2 separate regions of the Capra hircus genome follow, and region 1 is linked to region 2. A link is a contact called in public Hi-C data. All regions are on one chromosome and are shown on one strand. The core of a region is the stretch at or near the end of the contact, and the rest is flanking DNA. Distances in the headings are between cores, read along the strand shown.

Evidence for each region. A called contact is a pair of places that touch in the nucleus more often than the background predicts.
Region 1: a Hi-C map of liver shows a contact between it and region 2, with 2.4 times the contacts expected there. The contact joins the promoter of MAP1LC3B here to the enhancer-like site in region 2. A contact is called at or near these places in 3 of 5 Hi-C or Micro-C datasets (blood and liver).

What each region holds. Positions count from the first base shown.
Region 1 is chr18:14,368,242-14,373,423 of ARS1.2, reverse strand. MAP1LC3B (microtubule-associated proteins 1A/1B light chain 3B) reads right to left here and starts at 3,472. Exons shown (of 4, transcript XM_018061829.1): 1 at 3,292-3,472. The coding sequence starts at 3,331.
Region 2 is chr18:14,294,389-14,299,662 of ARS1.2, reverse strand. It overlaps C18H16orf95, which reads left to right. Exons shown (of 6, transcript XM_018063264.1): 6 at 707-919. The coding sequence ends at 725. Among named protein-coding and RNA genes, the nearest start is that of C18H16orf95, 14 kb to the left of the region's middle. Within about 2 kb of position 3,617, at least 1 of the 5 cell types and tissues checked has an H3K27ac peak or open chromatin away from gene starts, as enhancers often do.

The DNA of each region.
Region 1 (5,182 bases), core at 2,223-4,722, 74 kb before region 2:
GCAGTTCATGGGTCTGCAAAGAGTCGGACACAACTGGACTGAACTAAAAAGGAATCACTCAGGCTTAAGGATGAAAGATTTTTTATATAAGGAGAACAGGTTTATTATGGTTAAGTGGAGAAGGGAAAAGCAAAAGGGCTCTAAATGTGGGGCTTCAAACTATAGTGTCAAAGCTTTATCTTGATTCATCCCCAAAATATGGTCCAAAAAGGAAGGCAAAAATGATCATTTTCATTAAAGGTGGGACAACTGAGGAAGACAAGTGACTTCCTTAAGATGACAAGAGTAGTACCAAAATTCTAGAGGAATATCATTAGCGTCCTGGCCAGCTGCAATGAAAATCCAGTGGTAAGCCTGGAGTAATTAAATATAAATATGGTATATGCTGAAGCCTCTTTGAATAGAAGGCTGTTTTCAGAGGCCAGAGGTATATTTAACAAAAGCATTACCAACACCACTGATCAACGGCATAAAAGAACACTTCTTTCACTCAGTTACTTTCTTAGTGCTGTTATGATCTGTTTATCATTTGCCTTTCTCAACAGACTGCCCCTGGCTTCAGTCACTTCTGTATTCCCCCAGGTCTCAGGCTTGCACAAAGGTGAAATGGAAGCATAATAAATATTTCGCCCAATATGACTAGAAATAAACAATGTAAAATCCCACCCATCCAGGAGTGACATAGCTTAAGCTCAGGGAGTGTTATCTAGGTATTGGCATAAACCTCACTCTTCAGTCTACCTGTTAGAGTAACTGGAGTTATTTATTCTAGACCACCACATCAACTTCTGAGACAACGCAGACCCATTTTGTTATTGATGGTGAAGCTTAAGATCTAGATTTAACATTGACTCTCAGCAGATTATGTCTAGGAAAACAGATCTGTTATTAAACTAGGGCAACCCAAAAGAAACTAGAGTGAAATTATGACATTTGAGAAAACGGAATCCAAAAATATTTGCTCAAGTATAACTTTAAAGTTCACAAAATTATGCAAAATATTTGTAAGGACACACCACTGCCTCTTGACTCAGTGCTAGTCCACTTCATGTACTGGCTGCCTCTTGGAGGATGGGAAGAATTCTTACCCGAAGGGCTGAAGGACAAGTCCAGACTGTGCCACTAGGCGGACCATGATCTCCACCTCTCAGGGCCCCACCCAGTTTCCTTGGCTACAAAAGGAAGTAGTTGTTTTGGGTGAGCTCTAAGATTCAACCCTGGTAGAATATATCGTATCAGAGCTATACTCAATTTTTAATTAACCCAACTCACTCACTTGGGAAGAGTACTTATTGCTCAAGCTAACTGGGGCTGGTCTTAGGTTCTACAAAAAAGGTATCTCCAAAGAACTGATTTGACTCATTTACTGTGCTACAAAAAAATTATCAGTGCTGATTATCATGATCAATAGCAAGGAAAGGCAATAGCCATTAAATGATATATTCTTCTGCAAAATGACTTTTAAGCCCTTTAAAAAAAAAAAGGAGAGGGTAATACTAGTTCTTATAACAAGGAGAAAATATACCTTTTTTATTGATGTTAGTTGAACCTACTGTAGTTGTCACTGCACAAGATACGTAAACCAAGTCACCACGCTGAATACCTTAAATTTACACAGTAATGAATGTCATTTCTCAATAAGAGTACAAAAAAAAAAAAACCACAAAAACGAATCAAGAGTCAGGAGACAAGGAGAAAAAAAAAGGACTGGTAGTAAATCAAGGTGAACAAAGAGGAAAGCCCACAAATACAGTATATGCAACACACACGAATGGAGAAAAAGGAAGGCATTCCTGCTGGTTTACCCTGAGGGCCACGGGCACCAGGTGAATTCCTTCTAATTCATTATTTTATTGTCATTTATTTCCACTTTTATTCTCATTATTCCTCACTTTTCCTACTCTTACTACCTACTCTTCTTCGTGGATTTTTCTAGATAACCTAAAAGTACTCTAAGCAAAAAGAAAGTTAACTATAGTATCGGGGTCATGAGAAAACGGGCATCTTTCCCATACAAACGTCCCCAGTTAACTTTTAATGCCAGTCAGTAAGGACAGAAGCCAGGTACAATGGCAAATCCGCTCCAAATCTGCTCCCAGGGCTGCCCAAAAACTAATATTCACGAATATCTTAGTTCACAAAGGTCACTATAGAAAAAATTTATTAAAAAAAAAAAGACAAGACAAGACACCTCTAAATCTTGCTAACCAGCCAACTGCTTCAAGAGGCTGAAAGGATATGCTCTTCAGATCAACATGAATTTCATTTTTGGAGTTTCTCAGGCACAGGAAATAATTATCGATAATGAGATCTACAAAACCATATCCAGGTTCAAATGAACGCTTGTCTCTTTTCCAGACTCCAGGAAACTAGACCAAAGTAGACAGCAGATATTGCTCAAGATCCTAAAGAAGATTAAGACAGGAAGGAACGCTGGTCCCGCCCTACTCCACCTGGCCTGAGATAAACAAACAAGCCCTACACAGGGGATATACAAGGAGGCCACGATGGTATTGCCGCACTGTTTTGCTTTAAAAGGAGCACCAATCACTTCCTTCCCATCGGTTTTGTGCAGGAGTAAGTATTGTGATGGTGTTACTTTCGGTTTCCACCAAACACCAGCATGCTAAGTAGGGAGTCCAGCCCGAATTGGGAAAGAACGGATTTGCCGCTGGTGTCAAAGAATGCTGTCGCTAGCCAGTGAGAAAAAGAGCCACCCACCCTCTCGCTTGTGCCACAAATAGGACCAAGACGTCGCAGCCACGCGGGGCTGCAGGGGAAGGGGCGGGCATGAGGACCCCTCTCCGTGGAGGTACTGACGTCTGAAGGGACCATGTATGACCCAGACGTGCACCCGCGGTGCCACCACCTCTGAGAATCCGGCCCGGCTCTGGGCCAGACTCCCCCACAAGGACTGCACCCCCGCGCCACTAGCGCTCGTCTTGTCGGAGGGCCCGAACACCCCGGGGTTGGAGCGCTGACGGCCCCGAGCTCACAGCCCGCCGGCCGCCCGGGCCGAAAGGTGATTCAGCAGCTCCCAGCCAGCGCGCCCTCGGCCCCTCAGACCCCCAGGCCCGGCGGCCCTCGGCCCGTCAGGCTCCCTGCCTCGACTCCCTCGGCCGCCCGGGCCCGGCCTTCCCGCAGCCCCCGCCTCAGCTCGCCTCGGCCCCTCAGCCCCGTAGCCCTCCGCCCGTCCGCCCTCTCCGGAGCCCCTCAGCTCGGCCGGGCCCCGCTGCCTCGGCCCCGAAGCCCCCGCCGGCCCTCAGACAGCGTCCGGCCCGCGGCACCCACCGAAGGTTCGGCGCTGTTTGAAGGTTTTCTCGGACGGCATGGCGCTGCACGCTGGGTGGGGGCGGCGAGTTGGAGGGTCCAGGCGGCGGCGGAGGCGGCGACAGCTCCGACGGTGGCGACAGCGACTTCTCTTGTGTCTCCTTAGCCCGCAGCCGCGTCAGGTGACCTGCGCGGCGTCCCGGGAGGCGGGGCCAGGGGCGGGCCGCGGCGGCCGCCATGGCGGGCGTGGCGGAAGCGGGCCGCGCGCAGCGGCCGGGGCGGGGTCGAAGCGCGTGAGTGGCGAGGAGCGAGCCGCGCGCGTGCGCAACGGGCCCGGCCAGGGCTCGCGGGAGCGAGTGGGCGCGCGGCGACCGGCGATGGGCCCGGGGAGCGCGAGCCAGGAACCTGGCCGTCCCCGCGGGCACGTTCCCGGCGGACGCGCGGTGCTGCTCCCCTGGCAGAGCTGCAGGGGCGCGGCCTCGCTCCTGTTCCCGTGCGGGTTACGGTGGCCAGCGATGTTTCCACAGGAAAATAAAGGCCTGTTGTGCCCCTGCCTTCTGAGAGCTCACAGCTGGAAGCTGCTGGTTCTTTTCCGTCGGCGGCTTTTTGTGTCTTTGTTGGCTTTCCACGTCAAGGACATCTGTTTTCTTTTCTAAGGAAACTGTCAACTGATAACTTCCATCACACATTGTCCCAACTGGGAAAAGAGCCAAAACTGCGTTGTTTCAGGTTATGGTCAGTCGAGTCTGGCTTTGGAGAAAGTCGGTGCCCTGGGCTTGACATTCAGCCTTAGGTGACTTGTGGGGTGGAGGGGGCCCCGGGCATCACCTGCAATGGCAGGGCACCTGCCTGTCCGCACTTGGCAGAGTTCACTACCTTTCACTGTTCTCGGCTCTTCTCTTAAATAGGGAGCCTTACCCATATTCAGTCCTCACAGGCTTTCGGTGACCAGCTAGCGGAACTACCTTGAATACCTAACCGTTTTTCTCAGTCTCAGACTCATTTGTACTATATTTGAGAACTCCAGGTGTTTTCCGAGGAGCAGATGGAAGTGACCTGGTAGAATACAGATCTCTTATGAAGCATTTAGTGAGCAAGTCAGTTATTGCCCAGTTCAAACATCTAATAAACAGGTATGTGAATAAACAGCACTTGATTCTTTGATTGGTTTTGCTTTTTAATATCTTGGACTTTGAAAGTGTTCTCCCCTTTTTTGAGTTTGAAAAAAGCCTTTCTTATAATATCTGTTTGATAAAGTCTTTGGATTGTGCTAATGAACATTTATTATACAAACATACAGAACCTACTAAAACACAGCTCTCAAAAGGGTTTCAGTGCAGCTGGAATTTCTTCCTTTGCAGAGAAGCCGAGTCTGCTGTATAATTACCCCCACTGCCAGAACAGTGATGGTAGCTGTGGCTCTCTACTGTGTCACCGTTCACAAAAGAACACTGTATTGTGTGTATGTCACTTTCCCAGGTTCCCCACCCCCCTTTCTGTCACAGTTCTTTACCTTGAAAAATCTCTGATAAGGTACAGTTAATAAAGAGGACTTAGGGATTTTCTTGGTGGTCCAGTGCCTAAGACTCCATGCTCCCAGTACTGGAGGCCTGGGTTCTATTTCTGGCTGAGGAACAAGATCTCACATGGCGCAACTAAGGGTTCATAATGCTGCAAGATCATAACTCAAAGATCCTGCCCGCTACAGCTAAGACCTGGCATGGTCAAATAAAATTAGCAAATAAATTTTTAAACAACAAGACTATATAGAATCCAATTAAAAAATAAAGAGGACTTAAACATTCTATCTGGTTTCCAAAGGAAGGTTTTAAGCTCCATGGGCATTCTTAGTATTTTTGTATTTATTCTGCAAAGATTGGGATGGGGGGAATCCTGTAAGAGTACCTACCTT
Region 2 (5,274 bases), core at 2,368-4,867:
TCCCTGGTTCCCACTCTGGGAAGAGCAAAGATAGAAACTTGTCTGTAGATGATCCATATTAAGTATTAATAGGTGGTCCAGGTGGGCCAAAGGAAAATTACTAATTCTTTTATGGGAGGTGTTTGCTTCTGAGCCAGGATCTTGGGGCAGAGGTCAGGCACTAACCAGCTGTTAGGAGAAATTCCTTACCTGCCTGGGGTGTATGTTGGGTGCCCTGTGAGATCCCGCAAAGCACACACCCAGTTTATCTCAGGAGAAGCTGCTGGCCCATCTGCCGGCCTGGCAGAGGCTTGCTAGAACTCAGAGGTCATAGGAGAATGGATGAGCACCGACCCTGCCCAACAGGGAGCTCAGAAGAGTAGTGATGAGTCAGCCCTTGCCTCTGGCCTGGACTTGCTGTGCCTTCGTTTTATTCAGTTCCTTCTACAGTTCTGCAGAGCTGGTGTTCTTCTTGGAGCCCAGAAGGGGAGAGGGGGCTGGGGGGGCTGAGTGCCTCGCCTCAGGTTGCAGCCTGGACAGTGAGCCAGCCAGGGGGGCTCCCTGTCTCCTGCGCAGGCTCCTTAGTGGCCGAGTGTGCATGCTGCTGTGCAGCGGGGCTTCCTCCACCCTCCACCGCGGGGAGATTCATCACACGGGCCCTACAAGGCCAGTGTGGTTTCATTTTGGGGGTCAGTTCCTAGTAATTGCTTTTCTCTTTGCTTTCTAGCCAGCTTTTTTGGGTATGAAGTTGGAATCAACGGCTACTGTCAAGAACATCAACAAAAATGTCCATCCTCCTCAAGGTCTTTAACAAAAGCCATCAAATCAGGGAGAGTCTGTGATAGTCGCTGTTCTCTCAGTCAATGCAAGTTATTTATCATCAGGTGATTTTTAGTTGTAGTGGAGTTGCTGTGAATGTGGGTGAGATTCCATTATGAATATGATCAATAAATGTTATTTGTGAAATTCTTAAAGTGATCACTTTAAAAAAAATGATTTCCTCAGATTTTCCTTTGTGAGGGTTGGGCTCGTTCTCCACCTCTGTGTCCCTGTGGGCGGGGGGCCATCTCTGAACTTCTCTTCTCTTTGCAAGGACAGGAGATCCTCTGGATGTGGATCCTGAAACGGCTTTAGCATCTGTTTCATGTGGGTCTCACTTTAAGTAACATAAAATTGTATGCAGTTTGTATTTTTAAAAACTGAGATATTGTTCACATACCATAAAATTTACCTTTTTTGGAGTGATTTAGTTTTTTTTTTTTTTTTTTTTTGCTTTATTTACAAGGTTGTACAATTGCCACTGCTACCTAATTCCAGACATTTTCACCCCTAAAAGAAACTCTATACCTATTAAGCACTTACTCCTTGTTCCCTTCTCTCCTCACTCCTGGAAACCACTAACCTACTTTCTCACTTTTCCGATTTTATATAGATGGAGTATGTATCCTTTGTATCTGGCTTGTTTTCATTTGGCATAATTTTTTCAAGTTTCACTCACACTGTAGCTTCATTCCTTTTTTTATGGCTGGATAATAAGCATTGCAAGGACAGACCACATCTTGTTTACCTGTTCATCAGTTGGTAGACATTGGGTTACTGATACTTTTGGGGTATTATTAATAATGCTGCTGTGAACATTTATTTATGACTTTGGTGTCAGCATGTTTCATGTCTCTTGGGTATGTACCTGGGAGTGCTGCGTCATATGGTAACTCTCCTTAATGTTTTGAGGAGCTGCTTCAAGTTTCCATGGTGGAAAACACTGCCTCATTTTATTTGTTTATTTATTATTATTATTTTTTTAAATTTAAGTTTATTTATTATTATTATTTTTATAGCAAAGTTAAAAAAAGAACTTATTTTGGTTGCTCTGAGTCTTCAGTGCTGTGTGTGGGCTTTTCTCTAGTTCTGGTGAGCAGGGGTTATTCTTCAGTGCAGTGTGCAGACTTCTCATTGCAGTGGCTTCTCTTGTCATGGAACGCAGGCTCTAGAGCGCACCGGCTTCAGTAAGGCACACAGGCTCACTAATTGTGGCTCTCAGGCCCCAGAGCCGGCGGGTTTCAGTAGTTGAGGATCACAGGCTTAGTTGCTCTGCGGCATGTAGAGTCTTCCTGGGCCAGGGGTTGAGCCCATGTCCCCCGCACCGGCAGGCAGGGGGTCCCTGTGCACCGTTGTCCATCTCATATTCCCCCATCAGTGCGTGAGCTCTCTGATTTCTCTGTGTCTGAAGAGACGGTGTACTCAGGGTGTTGCCATGAATGCTAGTTGTGGGGTGACTCTTGCCTGTGGTTTCTGCTCAGGTCAGCGTGGGACCCGCTCTGCAGACACAGGTGTAGTGATGTTTCTGAGTGCTTCTGTGATGCGACCCCACCATGCAGCAGTGACAGGGCCTCCCTTCCCCACACCTGCACCGGGCATGCCTCCTCCCCTGAATCTCTGCCAATGTGAGAGGTAAAGCGTGCTGTTGCTGTGGCCTTTTAACTGGCATTGCTTAATTGAGGTGTGAGCAGCTCCTCATATGTTTGCCAGCGTTTGTGCTGCGTCTGCTGCAAGTGGTCTGTCCACCGCCTTCGCCATCCCTTCTGCCATCTCACGTGGTTCCAGCTGAGGACAGCTGATGATGCCAGTTACTGTACTTAAAGCAAGACAGAAAAGCGAGGCATCTTTAACTGGAATGTCCTTGGACTTCAGAGTGCAGTTCTGGGGGCTGAGCTCATGGTCAAAGGTGTGTGTGAAGCATGGAAAGTCAGCCAGGCATAAAGCAAAGCACATGCTAATGTGTGTGGGTCCCTGAGTCACTAAAGTTTATGAGCTGGGATGGTAAAGTACGAACCCTCATGGGCCTCCGATTGTCATCAGTTGACACAATTGGGACCTGAGACATGCTGTTTCATAGACATAGCTTTCTTCCTCAGGAGGTCTGACTCTACAGAAACTGAAAGCAAAGAGATGGTCAAGTGGTGACTGTGCTAGGAAGAAAGGCAAAGCAGAAAAAAGATGGGTGGTGATTGGGTGGGGCCCCTCTCTGAATAGGAGACGCTGGGCGGAGGATTGAGTGGGGCGACAGTGGGGACAGAGCCCCAGACTGTGGGGCGACAGGTGCAAAGGCCCTGAGGATGGATATGGGTGGAGTATGAGGAAGCTTAGAAGCCCAATGTGACTACAGCAGAGAGTGAAGTGGACTGTGGTCAGGGATGGCGGTCTGGAGGTTAGCTCAGGCCTGGTCCTGAGGTCTTGGCATCATTTGAGGGTCTCAGGGTTTATTCTGACTTGGAGAAGCCCTTAGGAAGAGCCTGGACTGTGGCCCCAGGCTGGCTTCTAACCTGCTCCCTTTGGTGGCCATGCTGAGGACTGACTGAGGAGGGGCAGTCTCGCTACCTCGGAGGGTGGGAATGAGCCTGAGCTCCTAGTGTGTACTGAGCATGGAGACAACAGGATTTGCTGGTAGATTGGCTGGGGTGGGAGAGCAGCAACGGAAGGAGTGGGTGTGGTGGGCACTGTGGAGGAGCCACGTAGAGGTTGCTGACATCGCTGTCAGAACTGCGTCTGCATGGAAGGGGGAGCTGTGGCTGGAGGGGTAAGTTTGAGTCACCGTCTGGCTTGTTTTGGAACCCTGGGGCTGGATGCAGTCACCTGGGAGTTGATGTGGGTGGGGAGGATGGAGAGTGCGGCAAAAGGGGGGCCAGCTCCTGTGGGTCCTGCCACCTGCCTGCTCCGGGTCATCCAGGGCACCAGCAGATACACCTTCTCTACCACTGGGATTTCTGGATGGCAGAGTTGAGACTACATGCCAGGCTGAAAGACTGTCATCTGGTCACTAAAATGATACTGTTCAGTTCAATTCAGTCACTCAGTTGTGTCCGACTCTGCGATCCCAGGAATCGCAGCACGCCAGGCCTCCCTGTCCATCATCACCTCCTGGAGTTCACTCAGACTCACGTCCATCGAGTCAGTGATGCCATCCAGCCATCTCATCCTCGATCGTCCCCTTCTCCTCCTGCCCCCAGTCCCTCCCAGCATCAGAGTCTTTTCCAATGAGTCAGCTCTTCGCATGAGGTGGCCAAAGTACTGGAGTTTCAGCTTTAGAATCATTCCTTCCAAAGAAATCCCAGGGCTGATCTCCTTCAGAATGGACTGGTTGTGATTGACATGTTGCATAGCAATAAAAATGGGATCTGATGTTGTTACCCCTCCCCTCTCCCTAGCTTCTTCCCCCTCCTCCTCTCCCATTTCCTCTGCCTCCTTCTCTCCCCCTTTTACCCATTTTTTCTCCGTCCGCTCCTCCCAGTCTTATTTCTGGGTAATCTTTTTGCCATCAGTGATCATGTACAAGAGGCTCTCTACAGCCTAGGAGGGCCAGCTTCAGGATCTCACGGTCTGTGTCCTCCTGGTGCAGAACTGTGGAGAACCCCCTCCCCTCCATTACCACCACCGAGGGGTTGCCATGGACAGCGGTGCCTGGCGGGCTATAGTCAGTCCATGGGGTTGCAAAGAGTTGAACATGACTGAGCTACACACTTAATGGTAAAGGTGGTAAATTTTGTTTGTGCATTTTACCATAATAAAAAATTAAATGGAAACAAAGCTGAAATCATTGGTATTTACCATTGGTGTCGATCATTTGCTTGTTGTGCTCACAGCTGTTGTCAACTCTGAGTGTTGTAGTCTGTGTCTCGTGCAGCCTAGGGGACCTGAGGGCTGGGAGCTAAGAGCATGTTGGTGGAGTCAGGTAATCTCCAGGGCAGGGGGATCCTGTTGAATTGCTCTGCATGTTTTACGAGGTGCCTACTATGTGCTAGGGGTCGTGCCAGCCACTCATGTGGTTCCAGCACCCAGTGTGAGGCCTCTTAATTGGCTTCGAATGTAGCTGTGGTGTTCTGAGCCGCTTAACGACCTTGGGTAATGAGGTGTCTCAGGTTCAATATTTGTTTAATGCTTTATTCATGGGCACAAAACAGTGGTAACATTAACTTCAGGGGGAACTTTAATGATGTATGTGTTTGGTGAAGTCCCCAGCTCCCGACCCTTAAGGTGCTAGATCTGTTTGGGGCCATGTGAAATGTTTTGCATCACTTACAAGAAAGAAAAAAGAGGTGCTGTTTTTCTTTGGGAAAAGATGAGGTATTTCACAGCCAAACCTTGTTCTCCTGTGGAACATTTGTCAAAGACTGCAGAAAGGAAACACATGGAAATTTCCAACACTTCTTCTAAAGGAAGGAGTTGGACTTGTCGCATCCCATCCACCTATTTCCCCGTCTACTCACCTGTCACAGGCTGAGGCCTGCTCTGTCCCAC